7 separate regions of the Mus musculus genome follow, and all the other regions are linked to region 1. Evidence: chromatin contacts called from public HiCAR-type and promoter capture Hi-C data. All regions are on one chromosome and are shown on one strand. Each heading gives the region's core, a stretch centred on a gene start, on an enhancer-like site or on the middle of the called end of the contact. The rest is flanking DNA. Distances are from core to core; before and after follow the strand shown.

Region 1 (3,322 bases), core at 308-2,807:
TCTAGATTCATAACACTGGTAAATTTGTGAAAGGAAAAATTTTGACCTTGGTACTGATGCCCTAAAGAAGAAAGATTTAAGTGGTGTGTCAGGGATTTGTGAGGCAAAACAAAAAGTGAAGACATGTTAGACATGTCCTCCTTCTTTATGGAAATGGACATGAAGCAAAACTTTTAAGTACAACTGCTAAGAAAACAGTAAGGCTTTTAAATGCCCTTTACCTTACATAAGCGTAAGTCATCCTGGGCAGGGGGTGGGGGTGGAGGTCCTATAGTCAAAGATTAGAACGTTCTTAAGAACATAGTAGGAAAAAAACCCGAAAAGGATGAAAACTGGGGAGAGAAACTGAAAATCGGTGAAACTCAAGTGGCAATCACAAGGCAGAATAGAGTACGTCAAAACCACTAGGTTGTAGACTAAGAAATGGTTTTGTTTCGATCGTTTTTTTTCCAAGGTATTTAATTTGCACGTCTTAAAATAGAGACCCCGAGGAGAGCAGCTTGAGGCAATGGAAGGAAGAGGGTGGGCTAGGTAAGAACGCAGACTTGGGGAGAAAATATGTACAGTGCACGGAGGGAGGATGCTGGAGAGTCAATGTCAGGACGCTGTCGAGAGCTGAGTACAGTCCATCTGATGTGGCTTAAGGAATGCGTGCTCGCAGCCAGCATGCACACCTGGTAAAGGGACAACCCCAGAGAACGGTGCAGAGCTGAGATGACCATTTTTAACCAGCTCTATTGTCTGGTGTATTTGCTATACCTCCTGCAAGTGATCAAGCCAGCCAAAGAACCGTTTCAGAGACCCTGCGGGCCCAGAGAAGATGGACAGCGGCCCGTCCGCACCAGTCCGGTCCGCGTCACCCCCTCCTCGCCGGGCAGAAGAGGAGGGCTTGGTCCGGGCCGCGCTCCGCGTCCGCCGAGCCTGGGAGCTGCTGGTCCCCTTTCTCCGGCCGGCGACGTTGGTCCCCGCGCGGCCCCGGAGCACAGAGACTTCCCCTCCCACCCCACCCCCAGCCGAAAGCCGGGAAGACGCGGAACTTGTGCTCAGGAGCCGAGGCCACAGACCAGGTTCCCGGGTGGGAGAGTCGGGACGGAAGCCTGTGTGGCTTCCCGGGGACACCCCACACACACTCGACCTGCACCCCGCGGTCCCCGCAGTGCCAGGCCCGCCGTCCCCCGCCCGGGGCGCAACCGCGCCACGCTCCCGCCGAACCCCGGGGCCGCACCTCCGTCTTGGTGATCCGGTGCCGCCCCAGCTTCACCACGGCAAAGTTGCCCTTGCCCAGCGTGCCCTCGATGTCGTAGAACCCCACCCGGACTGGCCCGCGCTGCAAGTGCCTCGGGCCATCCGCCATGACCATGCTTGGCCCCCGCTGCAGGACACGGCGACGGGAACGCGAACGAACTGGCCGGCAAGAAGCGGCACGGAGCGGGCAGGAGGGCGTCGGGCGGCGCGCCTGGGCTCTGGGCGACGGCCGCGGCTCTCGCTCCGGCGCTGCTTCCCTCCCGCCCCACAGGGCCCAGCCAGGCGCGCGCCGGCGCTGACGTGAGCCGACGTCAGGGGGCCGGGGCAGGGGGCGGGGGCGGGCCTCCACCGGTCACCATGGCTACCGCAGCCGCGCCGACGTCGGGGGCGGGAGGGAGGGGCGGTGCGCGGGTCGGGCGGGCACGAGGCTTCCGGCCGCGGCGAGGCCTGAGAAGGCTGAGGAGGGCGTCGCGGCCGGGGGCGGGGTCGCCGTCCGCCCCGCCCCGCTCCTCCTGCCTTCCAGCAGAAGCGCAAGAGCGAGCCCTGGTGGGCCGTGCGGAGGATGCACTGGGCCAGTCTCCTGGAGGGTCGCCTGGCGGGCGCTCTCCGCCGGGGCAGCCCTTCCCGCCAAAACCTCTTCTTCAGCGGACTGCAGCGCTAAATTTGGAGCCCGAGGAGCACCGTGGCTGAGCAATGCATTGCTCACAGCCTCTTTTCTTTGTGTTCATTTTAGCTCCCTTGTCAGTACTAAATAAGTCTCTCCACTTTTTGACGTCTAAATTCCTACTCACAGCAGTCGGTCACTTGCAGAAAAAAAAAAAAAATGTCAGCGCTAAAGAGACCCCAGAGATGATTAAGCCCGGAATTTGGAATTGCTAATGGGCTTCGGAGTCTGGAACCTCTGAAATGTAGGTTGAGCATGTTAGTTGAGCATGTCTCTGTGGAGAGGTGACCCGGTATTATCCTAAAACGCTTTGGGAACTTGTAAACGGTTAAAAAGTATCTAATCCGATTTGTTTCCAGATGACGCAGCAGGCTGCCAGAATGAAGGGAGTTGCCAACGTCACACAGGTAATGCTAGAGTTCTAATTATAACCCATCACACCAGTCTTCCATATGGTGACCTAAGTAAACACAACATTTTAATATCTTGAAATATATTATGTGTGTCCAGACCTTGGTTCCTGGGTACCCATTGTCCATTAAAAGAAACGCAACTCGTTTGGGAGTAATGACAGCGGGGGCAAGTATAAGATGCTCTTGAAAGATCTAATATGAGTAAACCAGGGGATTCCTTGTATACAACAGGAAGAATATGTCAGAAGCCAGCTTGAAGGGGCCCACCAGTGCCAAATCTGAGCCAATCTAAGTATCAAAAACCAACAATTTTGGAAATACACTATAACACACATTACTTTTTATTTTGTGTAAGAAGTCAGAGGACAGGATGTGGGAGTTGGTTCTCACCTTCCACTCTGTGAGTCCTAGGGGTGGTTGCTGTAGGTAACTTTAGCCAATGAGCCATCTCTTAGGCCCTAGTGTTTTATTGTTTTGGGACTGTTGTTTTTTTTTTTGTTTTTGAAACATCATCTCACTATGTAGCCCTAGATAGCCTGTAACTTGCCATGTAGACTAGGCAGTCTCTTGAGTGCTGAGATTAAAGGCAGGTGTCACCATTCCCAGCCTACATTAAAATCTTAGAAGGAGCTCATACTTCATTTTGTCACTTTACTTTTTTTTTTAGACAGGTTCTCAGAAATATTGTATATGTGATAAGCCCCCTTAAATGTCTATGCCCTCCCCATCTCATTCAGGAAACTCAAACTCAGAACGGTACCCATGCTAGGCAAGTATTGTATCACTGAGCTATGTTCCCAGTCAGGATAAATGAGAAGAGGATGCATGTAAAAATTATGAAATCACCATTTTGTGGCTGTTATAGTAATAACTGGCTCAGACAAGAATTAACAATAGTTGTTAAAGTCATTGGGTAAAGTTTGGTTGGGGAATAGGGTATTTAAACAGTCTCAAAATATCTTTGGAATAAAAAAATCATTGGGAAGGATTAACAAAAGAT
Region 2 (3,322 bases), core at 494-2,993, 2.6 Mb after region 1:
TTATCTAATTAATTCGTCCAGGCACATTATCCAGAATCCCAGTTAACCTAATTTCATGGACCTCTCTCCAGCCATCCTCGCGAAACTTACTTACTCATCCAGAACTCCTCTGGGCATGATGGCTACTCTTTCAATTCCAGATAATCCAGAGGCTGAGGTAGGGGAGTGAGGAGTTCAAAGTCAGATGACCTAGTTAGCAAAACCACTAGAAAGAGAGTAATAGTAATGGTGGGGAGGGGGAGGAAGGAGAGTGGGGCTGGGGCGGGGAGAGAGGCAAGAAAAGGGAGGGGAGGAGAAGGAAGGGTCAGAAGGAAAAAGGCACACGAGTCTTTCTTGGGAACACTTTTTTTTTTTTATGCATATGAGTACACTGTAGCTGTCTTCAGACACACCAGAAGAAGGCATCAGATTCCTTTTTTTACAGATGGTTGTGAGGCACCATGTGGTTGCTGGGAATTGAACTCAGGACCTTTGGAAGAACAGTCAGTGCTCTTAACCACAGAGCCATCTCTCCAGCCCCGGGAACACTTATTTTACGAGTGAGGTTCTGCCCATCTCCAGATGAGAAAATAGACTATCCCTCTGGCTTTCCTATTACTGCAGTCACCCAGTACTTATTGTTTTTTTATCTTTCGGAGACTGGGTATCTCCAAATTGCCCACGTGGGTTGAAATCCTTGATCTCAAGCTCCTCTTGCCCGAGCAGCAACTCAAGTAAGATTCATTTTATAGTTTGTTTGCCCTCAGCTTCCAGCTCCAAGCCTCGGGCCCTCAATTATTCTTTCACAATCTCTTGCAGAGCAATGCTCTCTTTCAGCTCCTATTGCCAGAACTACCCGTTTCGGCGAACCCTGATTTTCTCAGAAACAAAACCACGCAAACCTAACTCCAGACTCTTAAAGACTGACCGACAAAGTCTAGAATGTCACCTTTGGAAAGTACAAAGTGTTCGCCGAACACAACCATCAGAAGCGAGGCACTCACTTCAAATAAAAATTATTTCTTGTACTGTCTCAGTAGCCATCTTGTTAGTTTTAAGACAATCTTCTGATTGCCATATAGTGCCTGAGCTCTGATTAAGACAATTAATTAAACCAATGATTAGCCAGGTGGTGGTTCATGCCTTTAATCCCAGCACTCTGCAGGTGGAGGAAGACCAATGAGCTCGAAGCCAGCCTGATCTTGAGAGAGAGAGAGAGAGAGAGAGAGAGAGAGAGAGAGAGAGAGAGCGTTCCAGGGCAGCAAGGGTTCCACAGAAAAACCAGTGGAACAAAATACAAACCAAACCCCAAAACTCAAACCAATCAAACAAAAAAACAAGGAAAAGGAAATCACAAGGTCACAAAAACGTCTTAGAAACTCCTGGGCCTACAGAGAGACTCAGCTCTCTGCAGTCTGGGATCGCGCCTGGTCAGGCCCAAGCTTTGCTGCACAGCTGATGCGGAGCGTGACAGTAGCACAGACTGACAGGTGGACTGACACACGACGGCGCAGGCACTCGATCCCCAAGGCGCTGGTGCTGAGCGCTGTGGCCCACGAGGACGGACCTCGCGGGCGGCTGGTGGGCTCCCCGATCCCGGCCCACCCCCGGAATCGACCCTGCTCACCTGCAGCAGCCCGCGAAGCAGAGGCCTGCGGACGACGCCGTGCAGAGCCACCAGGGCAGCCATGGAGACGCGAAAGGCTGTCAAGGGCAGAGAGACGCGCCGCGGCCTCCACTTCCCCACCGCAGAGCTTGCGACGTCGTGGCGGGCACCGCCCCGACCCTCTCCTCCAATAGCAGTCCAAGATCGCTGCGCTTGGCGGCGATTGGCCCGTAGCCAGAGGGCGGGGCCTGGCGCTTGGCCCGAGGACTGAGCTGAGGCTCTCCTGGACCAAAAAAAAAAAAAAAAAAAAAAAAAAAAAAGGACTAATGACCACGTGGCTTGACACCTAGGTGGTGCACGCTAAACTGTTGATTGTTGATGCCAGTTGTTTCTGCCTCCAGATGCCTGTAGTTTTCGTGCAGTCCGAGACTTTCCATTCACTTTGCCGTGCCTGATCAGGTGACTGTATTACCCAGACAAAGGATGTTGGTAAATGTTTCCAGCAATTCCCATTATATTCATTTATAATACAAATAAACCAATTTCTTACGTTAAAAGAATGTTGAAGTTGTTTTTCTGTAGGATGCTAAGTAAAATACATATTACTATCTAAACTTCACTGAGTAATAATAAGATTACATCAACTTTCAAAGAAACTCCCCGCAGGCTGGGTGTGATGGGACACACTCAGGAAAGAGGCAGGTGGATCTCTATGAGTTCGACGCCAGCCTGGTCCACATAGCGAGTCCCTGAACAACTAAAACTACAGACGGAGACCCTGTCTCCAAATAATTAAAACAAAACAGAAACAGTGCATTAACTGATATTACATGATAATTCTCACATTTGTGTAACCCATTGCTAAGGCTAGTTGGAGGATTGTTTTGCTTAGGTTTTGTTTGGTTAGTTTTTAGATAGGGTCCCACGGTGTAGCTCTGGCTATCCTGGAATTCACTATGTAGACCAGGATGGTCTTGAGCTCACAGAGATCTTTCTGTCTTTGCCTCCCTAGTGCTGGTATTAAAAGCACTATGCCAGGCCATTTGCTGACTTTGAATCTTCAGTTGGGGATAGCAGATCTTTCTGCTTGTGACATTAATTTTCCTTGATGTAAAACAAAAGGCACAACATACAAATTGAACAATTTACTTCAAGTCGACTTGTTTCATGTAATTGTGTGCACTCCTGTGTAGGCCAAGGGTAAACCTCAGATAACTCCCTCTGAGACTCTCTGCTGCTTTTTGTTTGGTGTTTTTTGTTTTGTTTTGTTTTTGTTTGTTTTGTGAGACAGGGTCTATCTCTCCTTGCACTAGAATGGCTGGCTAATAAGCCACCATCTCTACTCCTTCAACCCTATCCACCCATCCATGGAACTGGGGCTACAATCAAGGGCCACCACGCCTAGCTCTTTACATGGATGATGCTCTAAACGCTTTCTTGTGATGCAAACACTTTGCACACTGAATCATCTTCCCAGACCCTTTTGGGGTAAAGTGTGTGTATGTGTATATGCACCTTTGTGTATCTGCACCAAGTGCATACAGGCGCCTGAAGAGGACAGTAGAGGGCGTCAAAACTCCTAAAACTGAAGTTGTAGGTAGTTGGGAACTGTCTGTTGTGTTCTGAGAGCTGAACCCAGGTCCTTTCTAAGAGCTGATAGTATTTTTAACTGCTGAACCATAAGCCCCACTTTTGTTTTGTTTTTCAAGTTAGAGTCTCATGTAGCCTAGGATGCAC
Region 3 (3,322 bases), core at 375-2,874, 2.5 Mb after region 1:
GGTCTACAGAAAGAGTTCCAGGACAGCCAGGGCAACAGAGAAACCCTGACTCAAAAACAAACAAACCAACCAACCAAATAGTGGTGGGTGGCAGAACCAAAGCTATCCAACTAGATGAAGAGAGCTATCAAGTGAACAAATGCTGAGACATTAAAACAAGTAACATAGTTCAGCTCCCAACATTCAACTAAAAAAGCTTCCTAAGCAACAGCCCCTGAACAGACAAATCAAATCTTCCTTTTGAGGGTTCAGTCAAGTTGATGCATTTTGACAATAATTACATCTCCCCTTCCCAGAAATAACCCCACCTGTGGCATGTTAGTCTTGGCTAGTGGTAAAAAGCACTGGGGCTCAGTCAGGTATTGCAGGCCTAGGGGAGGCTCAGGCAGCACAATTGTGAGTTAGGGGCTAGCCTGGGTTGCAAAAGGGTGGGTTCTATGGTCAGGCTGTATTGTTCGGATCCAGGTCCATTCAATTAACAGTTATCCAACCTGCAACATGTTGGTTAAACTGGCACCTGTTTTCTGGATGCTAGATGAGAAAATGATACCAGTATCTACTTTAAGGAGTTCGTTTCCGTTTCTGTTTCCCTCTCCCCCACCACACACCTACTTTCTCTTTCTCTCTCTTACTATCTCACTCTTTCTCTCTCTCTCTCTCTCTCTTTCTCTCTCTCTCTCTCTCTCTCTCACACACACACACACACACAGCAAATATTCAGTATAACTGTCATCCTGTTACTGTCTTCTCTTACGATCGCTTTATAAATCTATTTGATGACTGTTTTTTTCCTCCTCTTCTTGCTCTCATCCCTTCCTCTGGCTTCAATACACTGGAAACTTGCAAAATCTGTATCACTCAATAACAAGAGCTCGTTACACTTTGTGCCTTTCCATGCACTTCCTTCTGTCTGAAAGCTTCGCTACCATCTTGCAGAAGAATTTACACCCGGCAAGATCTAGCAGCAAAGTCGATTCTTTCAGGCTCAGTTTCCACAGAACCAGTCCTTCCTCGGCTAACACAGTTTTTCCTATCACATTGTCGCTTTGAAAAAGTAGCTGTCTACTTATCTGTGCCAGGTGGCGGGGGTGGGACCGGGGAAGGAGCGCAGGTTAAACATTTTCAAAGGCTCAGAGTGGCTGCCACTTACCTACTACAGACAACACAGGCAATACAACTGACAATGAGAATACGAGACTGTGATTTCCAAGGGCCAGTGCTCTTAACTACGAACATGTGCAAACCTGTAGCTTAAATATAAATAAACGCTCTGAGACTAAAGTATGAGATTTAAAAAATCTAGATCGACCAGAACCCTTAAGATGACAGATAGGAAAGAGGGACGTGCAGAAGGGAAGATTTAGGCTCACTCCATCTAGGGTCTGCAGAAAGAGGGAGAAGATGACGGCCGTTCTGCAGAGAAGGGGTAAGAGCCATTCGGAAGCTGAGGAAAGATGGGCTCAGAAGAGAATTTTCCCCTCACAGAAGTCCCCGAGCGTTCGTCCCTCGCTCCTACCGCTGCATTCTGCCTGCCAATGCAAACCCAGGTCGCTTCGCCTTTTCCCGCGTGCACGGATCTAGCAGCTGGTTCTGTACGCACGCCTTCCCGCTTCCGGCTCTATAAAGCAGCAAGTTGGTAAGGCACGGGTGCCCCAAAGGAAGAAGTCGGCATGCGCCGCCGCACGACTGCGCTTGCGCGTAGGCATCACGCGCTCTCCAACTCAAAACACTCGCTCCCCTCAAAACAGTCTCCCGGCCTGAGGAAACGCGCCTGCGCAGTGCGCACCAATGGCGATTGCCCTCGCTCCCGCAACTCCGCCCAGGGGCCGACGCTCCCACAGCCGGCCACCAGGTCCTCTCTGGCCACAACCCTCCGCAGACGGAAATGACGACGGTTCCGAGGAGAACGGAGGCGGGTTTCATTTCGGCGCCTTTCTGTCTCCCGCGGAAGCGATTGGTTAGTGTGGCACGAAAGAGGCGGGACAAATTGCCGCGGGTTCAGCACCTCCAGTGGAACCGGGAGATGCGGCGGCGCCGGGGCTGTCGCCGTGTTTGCTTTGAGTTGAGTCTCGTCCCTTCAGGCCGCTCCCTGTGCAGCTCGGATCATGCTGTTACCCTCGGATGTAGCCAGGCTGGTATTGGGTAAGCGGCGGCCTGGGAGGGCGGGTGATCGGACCCGGGCTGAGGGGACGGAAAGACCAGGGGCTGAGGGGGAGGGCTGCTCGGGGTGGGGAAGCTCTGAGGAGTGGTCTGCTCCCGTCCAAGTTCAGACTAGCGGAGAGGCTCGGTCCCTCGGCGCCTTGGGACAGTCGAAGCTCCTCGGTGTAGGGATGTCCCTTCTCCTCCTGCTGCGCGATGGGGGCAGCCGAAGGGAGAAAGAAGCTCGGCGGGGAACACCTGGGGCCTGGATTCCGAGGCACAGCCAGGCCCGCTGGGACACCTGAAGGAGTGTCGCCTGCGTGATGGACGAGGCTGCGTGTCCCCTACCCTTTCCCTTGTCAAGAGCCGGGACTGATAAAGGAAAAGGCGGGGGGACCCCCGCTTCCCCGGCCGCCCAGCCTTGTGGAAAGACTTTCCGACGCCCTTACCCATAACCCGACCTTAGCACTGGGAATTTGGGACACAGGGAGGGCCCCACACCCCTGGCCCACCATAGTGGCTTGAAACGCCAATTGCATATTTCAGAACGGCAGCGTGTCGTGTTCTTGAGCAAATATTTAGGAGGTACGACGACTGACTTCTGGTTGCACACGTTCTAGCCCTCGTTTTCCTCCATTTTCGAAAAGGGTTTGTTCATAGACCACTGGTTGGTCGGGAGATACTGTCTCTGGAAAAGACTGTTTTCGTTGTTTGTCCTGTGAAAGAATAAAAGGGATTGTTCTGTAGGGAACAAGAGCCTCTTAGGCTCAAAACTGGACAGTGACTTTGAAACGTTATTTGGGACATCTCTAAAAGAAAGTGGTCGAAGTATGAGGACTCATTCCATAGTTTCCACAGCCGTTACGAACATTTGCTTTGTGCCCAGCCCTGTCCAAAAAATAAAAATTGCACATTAGGCAGGACTTATTTAAGAGGCTCTGTACGATTCTACTGTCCATTTTTTGAGAAACTTAAATACAAAAACTAGTGTTTTGAATGTTTTCATCTTCATCAGACTTGGATAGTTAAATTTATACCTGTGATTTTTAAACTTAGCTTTCTTGTAATTTTAAAATTAGGCTCATACAAAATTGGTTAAAAGTAGACTCACATGATTTTTTTTCTCCCCACCTATACGTATTGTTTAGGTAAGAACTGCGACTTTTAGCAGTCTTGTGATCCA
Region 4 (3,322 bases), core at 606-3,105, 2.5 Mb before region 1:
CTGAGAGGCGTGACTGCTTCCTAAAATGAAGCAATTTCAAAAATTCTAGTTGAAAACCAAAAAGCCCAACAATAATTTGAAATGTTCCTTCCTATCTAAATTACTCCAAAAGAGATAAACAGCTTAAAAGCAACACCAACTCCCCGCAAACTAAACTCAAATTGCTATGAACTGCCTCACAGTTTCTTAAGTACATAACAGCAGAAATGCAAAAGAAAGCATTTCAAACATGATACTACTTTAAGAAGAAACAGCCAACCTGGCCACAGGAAATAGCAAAATTTAAAGTATTTCCATCATAATTAATTCCCTACTCCCTAATTTTTAAAATATTAGTCTGGTATAGAGTTGACACCTACAAACCCAGCACTTGGGAGGTATACCCAGAGGACCAAGAGTTCAAAGCTACACATGCCTTACACAGTGAGTCTGAAACTAGCCTAGAAATACCCCAAACCCTGATTCAAAAACCAAACGGAATAGTAAAGTGAAAGCAAAAGAAGCCAAAAACCCTCTCCCTATTACCACAATACCGAGCCATTACCTGATCTAAACTGAATTTTGATAGGCCTCCCGAAAAGTTTGATTCCGTTGAGCAGATTCATGGCATAGGGAACAGACACTTCATGTTTGAAGTTCACGAATGCAAACTGCTTCAGTTTGCCATCTTTATCTTTCGGGATTTTCACTTTTATTACCGGCCCAGCCTGCGAAGAAAAATATTCAGAACTTAAAACGAGGCAATTTCAGGAAGACATTTAAATTTCAGAAATAAATGGAAATGCAAGCCTGTCATGGTGGCACATGCCTGTATGGTCAGATGTCAGGAGATGCAGGCAGGAGGACCAGCTCTAAGTCAGCCTCGGAGTTCCAGGGCTACCAAGAAATACTATATGGCTCTCTGCCTCAAATACTATAAAGAAGAGAACACAAGTTTTAAACAAAAGGTACATAATCAAGACCTCATCAAAAACAAAATGTCCAGGCAGGGGCTGGACATCTACTTTCCTTTTAGGAAGAATAATTCTAGTTCCGACTGAAACCGAGATTTGGGGCAAGTTTTTTCGGACATTATTTGTAATATTGACAAAGAATGGGAAGTACAGTATAAAATCTCCATCTCACATGACTGTGTGATGTCCTAACAATGTAACCAACAGCTATCATTTTCCCACTGCATGGAAACGAACATTTACAAGGCAAAGTGGATTATTTTGATTACAAAAACCAAAAACAAAACAAACAAACAAAAAAAAAAAACCTTCCGCACCTATTACTCAAATATAACCAACTATTGAGTCTTAAAGCAAGAAGGTACAGGACTGGTAGATTTAAGCATGCCAGTCCTGCTTTCCTGCGTTATGTTTATGGAGTTTTTAAAACACTTTAACGTCTGCAATTTCACACGGAAGTTAAGCGGATAGACTCGGAAACACATCCTGCACGATGCGGCAAAGGCCAATGAACTCAAATGGGAAGGCACGGTACACAGGAAAGAGGAAAGCAAGTACTGAGGTTCCACCTCGGATCCCTGGACTTTTCCAAGGTGGAGACGCAGATGTCCCCATCATCCGACGTCACTTTCGGCCCGAACGCCGCGGAATTCCGGCTCGGCGCGCTCCGCTCCTTGGCCCGGCCTGTGAATGCCACAGCCGCCCTAGGACCGTGCCCGCCCCTTACCTGGTGGAACAGCTCGAAGAGGAGCTCCTCTGTCACCTTCGTCTCCAGGTTACCCACGAACAGAGTGCGGTCGGCCTCTGCGGCCGCCGCCCCCATCTCCGCGCTGTTCCAGTCCCAGGCCTAGGCTGCCTGCTCAGGGCCGACCGACCCTACTGCGCACCCTCAGAAACACTCACGTCCTCCCGTTCAGACGTCACGACGTAAAGGCCCGCCGTGCGCGAGCGCAGACGAGCTACGCACGCGCGCGGGACAAGCGCCCGTTTCCGGCGGCTGCTCCTTCCGCCGTTGCGTGAAAAATGGCTACTGGGGTTGGTAACGGTTGCGTCTGACGCGGGCTGGAGTGACCTGCGGCGCCGCCGAGGGCCCAGTTTGATCGACATACGTCTAGCAAACACTGCAGGCGGTGTTTGAAGATGGCCCAGAACTCGGTGTCGCTGTCCGCCGGCGATCAAGCCAACAGGATGGCCCACCGATCCTCCCAAGGAGATCTCAACCCGTCGGCCATGGCTTGGGCAATGGTCTCCGGAGATAGCTTCCTGGTTACTAGGCTGGATCCGAATCAGCCGGGACCTCGGCCACCAGCGCGACCCAGCGTTCGGGCCGACAGACGTCGAGTCCCTGTCGGTGGCCGCAGCCGGAGCCGAAGCCGCCAAGGCAGATTCTCGCCTTACCCGATCCCAGGCGTCAAGCTCGACCTCTTAAGAAGTGTGCTGCAGCAGCGTCTGGTTGCACTGGGAACTGCTCTCGCAACCCGAATCTCAGCGTAGAACGAATGCCTCCCCTCACTTAGCTTACAAACAAGGCCTCTCCAAAAATCATGTCTTGGTGTGACGGCAGTTTTATTCTTACGCATTTTCACCGATGTGGGCGGTTAATATAGGCTACCAAAGAAAAGTTTAGCCGGGCATAGTGACACACATTTTTAATCTCAAGACTCGGAAAGCAGGCTCTGAGTTACAGGCTAGCCGTTTGTTACATAGTCGAGGGGCTTAATATCCATCCATGTGGGGCCAAGAAGAGGCCAGGAGGGCTTTTCTTAAGTAGTCACAAAGCTAGGTGACTAGTTGTGAATGATGTAGAGTCTTATAGTGCAGACTTGCCGTGTATTAAGGATGGTCTTGAACTCCCCCTTGCCTGGGCCTCCCAGGTGCTGGTGTTTACAGGCGCGAGCCATACACCAGGCTTGAGTAAGCTGCTCAGTATGGAATCCAGCTGTGTCTGAGTTCTACAATCCTCCCTGATTCTCTGGGGCTTCTAATTTAAGCCTCTCTACCCGTGACTACCCTTGAATTCATGTTGAGGAAAAATGTCCTTTATCACATTGCCATTCCCCACCACCTAACTACACCCCCCTTCTGTTTTGTTTTGTTTTGTTTTAGAAATATCTATAGACTCCCAATCTTTGGGGGTGGAGTGTCTCATTTTGTACCTCTGACTATCTTGAAGTTGACAGACATGACTGCCTCTGCCTCCCAAGTGCTGGGATTAAAGGCATGCTCCACCAGGTCTGGTCAGACTCCAATTTTTTTTTTTTTTTAAAGATTTATTTATTATATGTGAGTACACAGTAGCTGACTTCAGACACACCAGAAGAGGGCACCAGATCCTATTACAGATGGTTGTGAGCCACCATGTGGTTGCT
Region 5 (3,322 bases), core at 301-2,800, 2.4 Mb after region 1:
AGTCTGCGCTTTTAATCACTGAGCCATCTCGCCAGCCCCAGCATTGAGGTTTTTGTTGTTGTTGTTGTTTGTTTGTTTTGTTTTTTCAGGGTTTCTTTGTATAGCCCTGGCTGTCCTGGAACTCACTTTGTAGATCAGGCTGCCCTCGAACTCAGAAATTGGCCTGCCTCTGCCTGGGATTAAAGGCATGTGCCACCATGCCTGACTATAATCCCAAATTTTAAGACATGTTAAAATCTCGACTGTGGCTGATTGAGGGAAAGTCCTAACCACAGCCCACAATCCCTTGCCTAAAACACCCAGTCTGCAACGCTGGAGAGGGTCTGTGCCCTGCCCCCAATTCCCCTTGCAGTTCCAAGACAGCCAGGACTACATGGAGAAACCCTGCCTTGGAAAAAAAAAAAAAAAACCCTTATGGAAAAAAAATTTAAACAAAAACAAGAAAATTAATCCTTTTTTTTTTTTTTTTTTTTTTTTTTTTTTTTTTTTACAAAGTGAGTTCCAGGGCAGCCAAAACTACACAGAGAAACCCTGTCTCGAAAAAAAAAAAATTTACTCCTATCTGTGTGCTAACACGTGGCTGGTTCTGACTCCCAGCTTCATGCTCCCAGGAATAAGACTTAGACTCAAAATATATTTACAAATACCTTGGCCATAAAGCCAGGGTTTTCTCTGACTAGATCATAACTTACATAATCGACATAAACCCATTATTTTAACCTACATTTTGCCACATGGCTGGCTATCAATGCTCAGGCACCATGAGTCGGTCTCCTCACATCTTCCCGGGCTATTCTCCCTTGGGACTCTATCCCAGAATCCTTTCTGCCTCCTGGATGTTCCACCTCCCATTTCCTGCCTAAGCCATAGGCCACAGACTTTTTAATTGACAGGTGATGCATCCATACAACACACAAGTATTCTCTCTACGCATGGCCACAGTGTCTTGAAGGAGAACCAAAGCCCAAGGCCCTGTTTATGGAAACTGTGATAATTTTGAAGGTCTTGACATTCACTTTGTCACCGAATTTCCTACAGAGATTCCGCCCCCACCCCCCGTAAAAATGCATTTAGTATGTAAGGAAAATATTTTCCTAGAAGTTCATCTTCCTCACAAATTATGTTCCATGCAAGAACATAGAACTGGGCAGGTCTGAATACTCTTCATTTTACATTGTTACACTCTGACATTGAGGTAATGTCGGCGTGCAGGATATTCAACATTCAAGTCAATAAAGCATGCATTAAATATGCAGTGTGCTTTCGGGTTCTGTGAAGTCCTCTATTTAAAACCCGTGTCAGGCTAAGGAGCTTAAATTTAGAAATAGCGTTAGTCTGAGACCTCATGTTACTTAGGCCTTCAGCAAGGCCCGTCACATGCCCGAGATCTCTCTGAGTTCCTTTCTCAAGTCCTCTGCCTCTATGGCACTGAGACTGGAAGAGAGCGAGATTTCTACCAGAACAAACATCAAAGTGAGAATGGTCAGGGTTGGGGGCGGGGCCTAAGAAGGTTGCTAGGGAAGGAGCTATTAAGTCATTTCCGACTGACTAAGTCGTTACCAAGGAAACAGCGGAGAGCGACAGAGATTGGCAAGTCAAGGGACATGTTCCCTCCCCAGCTCCTTTCTGCTCTGGTGTCTGGTTTGATCTTGGCCTGCTGAAAGACGCTAAATACTCACGATCTTAGTATGCTACCATCCTTCTCCATGCTCTGTTCCCCAAACCCCTCTCCTGGCACAGTTGCTCTGCTGTGATGGAAAAGCTTTCCTCTACCTCACCAACCCCCACTCCAGCCTCGCCCTAACTCAGGAGCTGCAGCTTCGGGGATATTGCTAACCCACCTCTCGCATTGGGTTTCCTCCACCCTGTTAAATGCAGTATGTGGTTTTAGATTTTTCTCCCTAAAATATTTAGAGATGGAGGGAGCATTCTAAAGGGTACATGCTTAGGATTTCTGTCTTGTCCCTCAGTATCAAGATGTATAGGTAAAGAGGAATAGCAAAATCGTGAAGACACATTTGCTGAAAAAAATAAAATTTAGTAAAGAGAACGGGAATACGGGTTTGGAGTTGGAGGAAACCACAGGACAAGGGTGTCCACTTGCAGGGCTCCCTCTGAATCCCAGCACAGGGCTATTGGTTTGAGACTGGCTGGTAGTCCTCTCCTAATTGGCAGTTCGCACCTGGGTGTAGTAAAGTCCTGACTTAAGCAATGGTTTCCTTGTGCTCCTTGGGTCTTAGAATTGAAGTATTTCCCACGTGGTTTGAAGCCTCATAGCAAACGGTTCTGCTCTGAATCATAAGTTTCCTTTACCCTCTCCTGCGCCTTTCATCTCTCCTTCTCTAACAATATTTTCACGTTTTAGTGCCTCATATTTAAAAAAGACAAGCCCTCTTGAGTCCAGCCTCATCTTCTGGCTACTGTGTCCCTGCTTCCACATAACAGCCCAGAGCCTACTTTGTCAATTCCTCAACAACCTCGGTCTTTTGCTCTGCGGCTCCACTGCTGGTAATCAGCAGTTAGGTCTCTCTCTCTCATTTTTGACTGTACTCATGCACATTTACCTGACCTGCCATTTAGTACACTAGCAACATTTAGTATAGTTGAACGTGCCAAGGCTTTTTGGTCTTCTTTCTCCTTTCACGAAGTGCCTTTGTTCCTCGGGATCGTTTCTGCGTTGCTGTGCTAGTCACGACAGAATGGCAATGCACACGCTACACCTTTAATTTGCATCATTAACACATCGCCATAGATCCTTAAATCTTAAGTCAACTAGAAAAAGTCATAAATACCGATTTAAAACATTTGATAGTTTTCACAATGCAAATACTCTTAGGGCCAGTCTTATAGCCTCAGAACTTGAGAGAAGCTGGGCAAGGTTAACCCCTAGTCTCTTCCTTATCGTTATTGTTATTGCTGTTGTTTTGCGATTCTTCTGGAAGTGTCAGGCAAACACTCTTTCCCTGAGCTACAGCTCCGGCCCTTCCTCTTCCCACCATGTAGGTTCAATTATCAGCTCAAGTGCAACGCAACAGTTAATTGCTGGAGATTTCAAAAAAAAAAAAAAGTCTTTACATTTACCTGTGTGTATGTGTGTAGGCATTCAAACTGAGATTGTCACGCTGGCAGAGCAAGAAGTTACTCAGTGAGCTTTCTCTCCAACCCCTCAATTCACTTTTATCTCATATGCTAACACAAGAATCAACTCAGCATACGTCCCCAGAACACCCTCACAGTAGAACAACTTGACATCCACCACCTCTCCCATCACAGCTTTGGAAACCTTGGAAGGGGCTAAGAACTAGACTCTCTCCTGAGTTCT
Region 6 (3,322 bases), core at 271-2,770, 2.4 Mb after region 1:
GCGTTCCATCAAAGCATGCAAACGACCCCAGGAAACAAGCCATTGGAAATCACACTAAGTTACACTACACTGCTGCCCTGCAATTTACAAGTGACTTATTCCCAGTTCCTAATGATGCGTCTAAAGAGCGCTGTCTATAACGTCCAGGGGCTAACCTGAGACCCCAGCGCTGTAGAGTGCATATGGGCATCTGCCGATTTCTTCCTGCTGGCCTCTATACTCGCCTATGATTGGTAATTGGGTTGGTGACCTGGGCCGGAGCTCAAAATGCTCAGGAGCCCAATTAAAGCCTGGGGCCTGGTTCTGATAAGCTCTGGGTTGAGATCTACCAGGAAGATCTCTGCCCATTCTGCAGGATGAATTCTTCCAGATTTCTCATCCTGGGAAGAATAATTAGTTCCTAAAACTCAGATAAAAAGAAAAAATAATTAGCAAGAGTGAACAAACGGGGGCTGTGGGGCTGTTCTTCCCGGCTCTTGATGCTCAGGAGTGGGGTGCCCAGGGCATAGTGGGCAGGGAAGGATAGGTGCCCAACTCTACTGAGACGCTTGCCCAGACCCTGCCTTCTGCTGCCCAAGTGCCCTACACAGGAAACACCGAAAGATAAGGGACTTCAGGGTAGTAGGCTGCCAATCACAAATATACGGAACAGGTGGGCCGGTGTGTGAACAAAGACTAGGGGAATTCCTCACAGGGAAGCTATTCCTCTTGTTCCACTGTGGCACTGGAAACCAAACCCTGATGTGCATTTATAATAAGCCATGTTTCCAACCCTTTTCTGTCTGGGTGTAGTGCACACCTTTGATCCCAATACCTGGGACACAGAGGCAGGTGGATGACAGTGAGTTAAAGATCAGCCAGTCTATATACATATATAGAGAGTTCCAAGGCAGTAGGAGATACATAGGGAAAACCCCAACTCAACCAGTTTTCTCCACAAGGCAAGGTGGCTTGGCTTACACACCTTTAATTTCCCTCTACTGGAGGAGGCTGGGGTGGAAGGATTGTCATCAGTTCAAAACCAGCCTGAGATACAGAGGGAGACTTCCTTCTCAAAAGGAGAAACAATAAAATATAGAAGAAGAAAAGGGGGAGGAGGAGGAGGAGGAGGAGGAGGAGGAGGAGGAGGAGGAGAAGGAGAAGGAGAAGGAGAAGGAGAAGGAGAAGGAGAAGGAGAAGGAGAAGGAGAAGGAGAAGGAGAAGGAGAAGGAGAAGGAGAAGGAGAAGGAGAAGGAGAAGGAGAAGGAGAAGGAGAAGGAGAAGAAGAAGAAGAAGAAGAAGAAGAAGAAGAAGAAGAAGAAGAAGAAGAAGAAGAAAAGAAGGAAGAACAAGAAAAGGAAGAACAAGAAGAAGAAAAAGAAAAGAGGTAACAATTTTAAAACAAGCACACCCTGCCTTTCTCCAGACTGGCAAACTCAGGCAACTAGTGTAGGGATGACTAGGAGCGTAAGGCCTGGGCGCGGTACACGAGCCAGTCGGGGTCCGGGCGCGCGCCCGGCCCGCCCGGGGCGGCTCTAGCCAGAGGCCCGCCCTCGGGTGTCCCCTCGGCCCGGCGCTCCAGCTCCTCCCTGGCCAGCGGAGCTGAGAGCCGGCGACCATGCAGGCCCTGCCGCTGGGGCTGCAGCTCGCCCTGCTGGTGGCGGCGGGGGCCGGGGCGCGCGTGAGCGCACCGCGGAGCCTGGCGTGGGGCCCTGGGTTGCAGGCCGCCGCCGTCCTGCCCGTGCGCTACTTCTTCCTGCAGTCGGTGGACTCGGACGGCCGGAACTTCACTAGCTCGCCGCCAGGTCAGCGCCCGTTGCCGTCCCCGCGCGTCCCTGTCCCCACACGTGGCCATCTCCCCACTGCGGGTGTCGTCTTCTCTCCCCTCCCATCGGCGTCCCTTCCCTCCTCCCTGACACCCACGGGGGCGGGAGGTGCCACTCAGGACCGTTGGGTGACTAACTCCAAAGGCTGGGCCACAGGTCCCGCCCGGTGACAGATGTAAGGGTAAGTAGAGTAAACGGCGCCTGTGGGGTCCCACGGAGCGCAGTGGTGCCATCACGTGATGCAGATGGCCCTTCCTGGCCTGCAGGGCGCGCCTTCCTCCCTCCCTCAGCAGCCCACTCTTCTTAGGCCCGCAGTGCAGACCACGCGAAGCAGGGAAACTTCCTAGAACCGGAGAAGGGAGGCGCTTGTCTTGAATCTCAGCAGGGCCCTCCTCCCACATCTGATTGCTTCTCTGGACTTGTCCAGCTGGTTTCAACTTGTTGCCAGTCAGGATTTGCTAATTTGTGTCTAAATGTAAGGCTGCTCCCATCTGGCGTCCTGTTTTGCCTGCAAAGAGGCAGAGAACTCCTTGGCGTCCTCCACCGAGCAAACGGGAATTTCACGTACTTAGAAGTCACGTGTATATGGTAATCCTGGAGTAAAAAAGAGGATGGCAATGTCTGCCTATCGAAAACTTAAGACTCTGCTGAGAAAATAGATAATAAGCAACCTGCCTATCAGGGCAAAGCACAGTTGCTGCAATTGGATTTCTGCAGCCTGGTGTAAACATTAAAGAACTGCCAATAGGTCCAAGGGAGTCTGGGAAGCTTCAGGAGTGCGGGTTTGGAGGCTGAGAGGGGTTTCTAGACTGGCTTGCAGCCGCGCAAAAGCAGAGAGCGCGAGGATCAAGTGTTGAGAACAGGAGTCTGTGGAACATGGTTCAGATTCAAACCGTGTTATGGTGTATCTGCAGTTCTGTAATAAATAAATGAACCCAGATAAGCACTCATGTGGTTACAGCAGGAGAGTAAGGATCCCCCCCCCCCATTTTAAAAATCTTTTTCCCCAAATAAAATGTTCTGCAAAGATTATTCGGATATGTGTGTGTTTGTATATGCCACTTGTGAGCTGGTGCCTATAGAGACCAGAAGAGAGCACTGGATCTGCTGTAACCATAGTTCTAGACACTTGTGAGCCACCTAATATAGTTGCTGAGAACATGAGTCCGCTGGAAGAATAGAAAGCACTCCTAACCACCACCGAGCCAGCTCTCTAGCCCCAATACATCATAATGTTTTTATAATGAGAAAAACATATCTTTTAGAAATTGCAGTGCGTGAGTGGATCCTGGTGTGTCCGTGGCAGGAAGTCAGACCTGTTTGGATGATTATGTAGTCCTAGGGTGTAACTCTTTGGTCTTATGGGATGCTCCATTTGGTAATGTAAGATCAGTGCTTTCCCTCTAGCTGCCGTGAGCATTGATAAACTTACTAAATGGTCATTGAAAGGAAAAGTATCGACTCAGGACCCCCAAGACCAAGTTCTCAGCACATAGGTACAGAGGGCAGGGAATAAG
Region 7 (3,322 bases), core at 617-3,116, 2.3 Mb after region 1:
GTGCTCACTGTGGCCACGGATCAAAGGAACCGAAAGGATATGAAAAGATTCCACTGGCGCATTTCTGTGATCTAGCCCACTGCTGTTCTCCTTGCCAAGAACTGACTCTTGCTCAAATCTTACTCTTCGTGCTTCAGCCCACTCTTCACCGACCCTCTTAGCCAGAACTAATTTCTTTTGTGTACTCCATGGCATTTGTATGCTCTCAATATTTTTAATAAATGTATGGGTATGTGCACGAGTACAGATGCCCGAGGAAAAGAGAGGCATCACATCCCCCTGAAGCTGGGATTACAGTTGGTTATGAGCTGCCCTACATGGGTACTGGGAACTAGAGCCAGGGGCTCTGCAAGAATAGCAAGAGCTTTTAACTTCCAAAGCAGCTTTCAAGCCCAAGGAATTTGTTTTATTAAATAATTACATCTCTACCCATGCTAAGTCCCTTACTGAATTATGAGGAAAGGACTGTGTTGTTTGGTGTGTATACAATAGCTTCATGGAACAGGTTCCAGAATAGGTTAGTTTCAGTCAGCTCACTGATAAGAACAGGACAAAACCTCACCACTACCGACATTAGAAGGTCAGTCCATATACCTAGTAAAGGAACATGCAAGAATACCTGAACAGTGTGTACATGACAGACTTCCAAACTGCCATCATTAACATAGAGACAATCTATGAGGGAGTTCTGTGTTGTATGTTATAGAGTGGATCCCCACTTCTTGCAGCTAATAGATGCCCACAAAAAAGTTGTTTCAAAGGCTGTTTCTTCAGACATACCAAAGATAAGACAAGGGACCAGCAGCAAAAGCAACCATTCTTTATAGTTTTGACTGTTTTTCCTTTAGAGGAGTGAAACCCAGTTTGGTTTATTTATCATGAAAAGATGGTATTTGTGGACATACCTTGTAGATATTAGTGACCATCAAAATCACAGCAGAAAGGACTAAATTAAGGGTATTGGGGGAATGTATGTCCACCGGACAAATTGTTTTTATGTAGAGAAACAAGTTTTCTGGAAAGACATTTATCTTAAAAAAAAAAAAAACAAAAAAAAACAAAGCACATGTATGCACATCCTTGGAAATACCTGACTTCACTATGTCATGGAATAATTGGCTTTCTAGGAAAAGCACTTTCTGTGGTTGCACGGGATTGTGATTCGCTTTCTAAAATACTGTCAGTGGGGCTTTTCAAAGTCTGAGAATGACTTTCTATGAGACAATGGGACTGTGTGTGTGTGTGGGGTGATGGCAAGTTTGGCAAATAATTCAATTTCCAAAGGTAGCCTAATGCCAGTCCTTCTGTGAGTCCCTCTGAGCCAAAGCCTGAGATAAAGTGAGTTTAGGCTTCCCCGGTCTTTTAAATAAGATAACACTTCTACTAACTCTAGCAAGCTCCTACCAGTTCTCCTGTTCTCAATCATTGAAAGACAGGATTAGTCGTGAATCTTTTTCCTTCTTCGTCTTTCTTCTAGACAAGCTCAAATTCTTCCAGCAAATAGCAACAGCCAAGCAAATACTTAGGGGCTAACACTCAAGGGCAAGCCTTCCTTAGAGACAGAATTATGTAGGCTTGTTTGCTTAACAAGTCACATAGAGGGTGGGAAGGGGGTGGGGGGTGGGAAGAGACGCTGCAAAGTCCGCCCCGCCCCCCAAATGCGATTGGTTCCTTTTCTCCATTTAGTCACTCACTTTGCATCTCGGTTGGACAGGTTGAGAGAAACATGTCATTAAGGTGTTGTCAAAAGGAGCCCTGTATGTGTGGGCTGGTCCCGAGGTTTGTGGTTTTAGCTTTTCAAAGGCGCGGAGCTATTATGGGCTATGGGATCAAGTTCGGGAAAACTAGTCTTCATTATCTTGAAAAATGGCTTTGTAACAGGAGGCGCCAAGGAGCTTAAGTACACATAACTCGCACACGGGAGAGAAAATGACGAAAGTTCCTCAGGGGTTTGATTTCAGCTTCCTAAACGAGGAAGAAGCCAGGAAGATCCTCCAGGTACTGGAAAGAAATGAGGAACTCCGGAGGGCAGAGAAGGACAGGATCAGGTACGAAGCGAACTCCTCCTCTTGGGCTGGGCCTGCATCCTGTTGGTTTCCGAGGGAACCCAGGGACACCTGCTGGGACCCTATGCAGGTGCTGCTTGGAGTGGCAAGAGGGAACGAAGACGTTGTTTCAGTGGGTCTCCAGATGCCTCCCGGGTGCTCTCTCCAGGCTCTCCATCCCCAGCGACTTGGCTGGGAGTCCAGGACTCCGCAGGGAGGAGGGAGAAAGTCGCTCGTTCTTTGCATTTCTCGGTGCGTGGGTCCCCGCCTGTTCAGGACACCTGGGCTAACCTCAGCTGGGAGGGGTTCAGGCATAGTAGAGGCTCAGGTGCGTCATAGGCTACTAGGGATAAGGTCGGACCGTTTTAGGGCACGTGAGTTATTGTACGGCACTCCCTAGAACTGGATCCTGGCAGCTGTTCCCTCCAAGCTAGAGGCCCAGAACAGGAGGGAGATCCAGGAACTTGCCAGAGGGTCCTGTGTGGGTGAATGGGACTTAGACACGTGGGGTTGGCTGTGGTGTGGTGCTGTAAGAAGGAGTTTCTACGGGATCCAACCAATGGCCTTATTAATAAATACAATGTTGTAGGTGAGGACGGGATAAGAAACTAGCAAATTACGTCCAGAAATGATTCTTGGGAGCATAAATTAACTTATTATTTTTTTCCCTGCTGGAGTACGAACCCACAGACCTATTCAAGTCTTCTGCAGTGAAGTGTGGGAGGAAATCCAAGATAGCACACAGGCTGCAATGTAGGCATAAGCTGGAGTTTAGAGAGCTGGCTTGGTGAAGTCATTCAGGTTCCCAATTCCAATCAGTCCCTCCCACCTCCGCCCTCCTCTTCCTCACCCCAAAAGAAACGCCTCCAAGGACAAACTTCCAATTATGGAACCCTCCTTAGTCTTTGCAGAGACAGAAGACACTGAGCCCAAAGCTCCCTCTTCATTTTTTCTCCTATGTGGCTCTCTAGGAAGGGCGGGGGCAATGGTGTTTAAAGTTTGAGAATGGAGATCTCATCACACAGGCTCCGTCCCTTCCAATCAGTCAGTAAAAAGTCAATCATTCACTCTGAAAGCAGTGTGTTCACACTCACCCGTGAGTGCCCACACATATGCACGTCGGCCACACGGGGTGTCACCCCATTCAGAGAAGGACATAGATCTACTTAGGGCCAGCTTCAAAGCATACACAATCCCCACACTCCCAAACTGTAGTGCTCAGAGTAGGATGTTCCTTGTCTGTAAAGAGAAGGGCGACATTATACATGAGGGGACAG

The links. Promoter capture Hi-C pulls out the DNA fragments that hold promoters and counts their contacts. HiCAR-type assays count read pairs that join an accessible place to other places.
Region 2: a contact with region 1 is called in a promoter capture Hi-C map of erythroid cells, with 24 times the contacts expected there. The contact joins the promoter of Acat1 here to the promoter of Sik2 in region 1. A contact is called at or near these places in 3 of 39 promoter capture datasets (erythroid cells, liver and pre-B cells).
Region 3: a contact with region 1 is called in a promoter capture Hi-C map of erythroid cells, with 33 times the contacts expected there. The contact joins the promoter of Atm here to the promoter of Sik2 in region 1. A contact is called at or near these places in 4 of 39 promoter capture datasets (erythroid cells, hippocampal neurons, liver and 1 more) and 1 of 115 datasets of contacts at active chromatin or transcription factors (astrocytes).
Region 4: a contact with region 1 is called in a promoter capture Hi-C map of erythroid cells, with 14 times the contacts expected there. The contact joins the promoter of Rbm7 here to the promoter of Sik2 in region 1. A contact is called at or near these places in 2 of 39 promoter capture datasets (erythroid cells and pre-B cells).
Region 5: a contact with region 1 is called in a HiCAR-type map of astrocytes, with 6 times the contacts expected there. The contact joins the promoter of 4930550C14Rik here to the promoter of Sik2 in region 1. A contact is called at or near these places in 2 of 39 promoter capture datasets (hippocampal neurons and liver) and 1 of 115 datasets of contacts at active chromatin or transcription factors (astrocytes).
Region 6: a HiCAR-type map of astrocytes shows a contact between it and region 1, with 6 times the contacts expected there. The contact joins the promoter of Poglut3 here to the promoter of Sik2 in region 1. A contact is called at or near these places in 2 of 39 promoter capture datasets (hippocampal neurons and liver) and 2 of 115 datasets of contacts at active chromatin or transcription factors (astrocytes and embryonic stem cells).
Region 7: a promoter capture Hi-C map of liver shows a contact between it and region 1, with 2.6 times the contacts expected there. The contact joins the promoter of Exph5 here to the promoter of Sik2 in region 1. A contact is called at or near these places in 2 of 39 promoter capture datasets (hippocampal neurons and liver).

Annotation. Positions count from the first base shown.
Region 1 is chr9:51,007,516-51,010,837 of GRCm38.p6, forward strand. Sik2 (salt inducible kinase 2) reads right to left here and starts at 1,558. Exons shown (of 16, transcript NM_178710.3): 1 at 1,226-1,558. The coding sequence starts at 1,360.
Region 2 is chr9:53,608,607-53,611,928 of GRCm38.p6, forward strand. It overlaps Acat1 (acetyl-Coenzyme A acetyltransferase 1), which reads right to left and starts at 1,744. Exons shown (of 12, transcript NM_144784.3): 1 at 1,607-1,744. The coding sequence starts at 1,669.
Region 3 is chr9:53,535,047-53,538,368 of GRCm38.p6, forward strand. It overlaps Atm (ataxia telangiectasia mutated), which reads right to left and starts at 1,625. Exons shown (of 63, transcript NM_007499.3): 1 at 1,517-1,625. Npat (nuclear protein in the AT region) reads left to right here and starts at 2,001. Exons shown (of 18, transcript NM_001081152.1): 1 at 2,001-2,142. The coding sequence starts at 2,106.
Region 4 is chr9:48,493,475-48,496,796 of GRCm38.p6, forward strand. Rbm7 (RNA binding motif protein 7) reads right to left here and starts at 1,856. Exons shown (of 5, transcript NM_144948.5): 1 at 1,681-1,856; 2 at 545-707; 3 at 1-20. The coding sequence starts at 1,776. It overlaps Gm5617 (predicted gene 5617), which reads left to right and starts at 1,869. Exons shown (of 1, transcript NM_001004191.3): 1 at 1,869-2,501. The coding sequence starts at 2,094. The coding sequence ends at 2,447.
Region 5 is chr9:53,403,736-53,407,057 of GRCm38.p6, forward strand. 4930550C14Rik (RIKEN cDNA 4930550C14 gene) reads left to right here and starts at 1,551. Exons shown (of 9, transcript NM_001376944.1): 1 at 1,551-1,877.
Region 6 is chr9:53,382,503-53,385,824 of GRCm38.p6, forward strand. Poglut3 (protein O-glucosyltransferase 3) reads left to right here and starts at 1,521. Exons shown (of 8, transcript NM_212445.2): 1 at 1,521-1,784. The coding sequence starts at 1,598.
Region 7 is chr9:53,299,804-53,303,125 of GRCm38.p6, forward strand. Exph5 (exophilin 5) reads left to right here and starts at 1,867. Exons shown (of 6, transcript NM_176846.3): 1 at 1,867-2,048. The coding sequence starts at 1,930.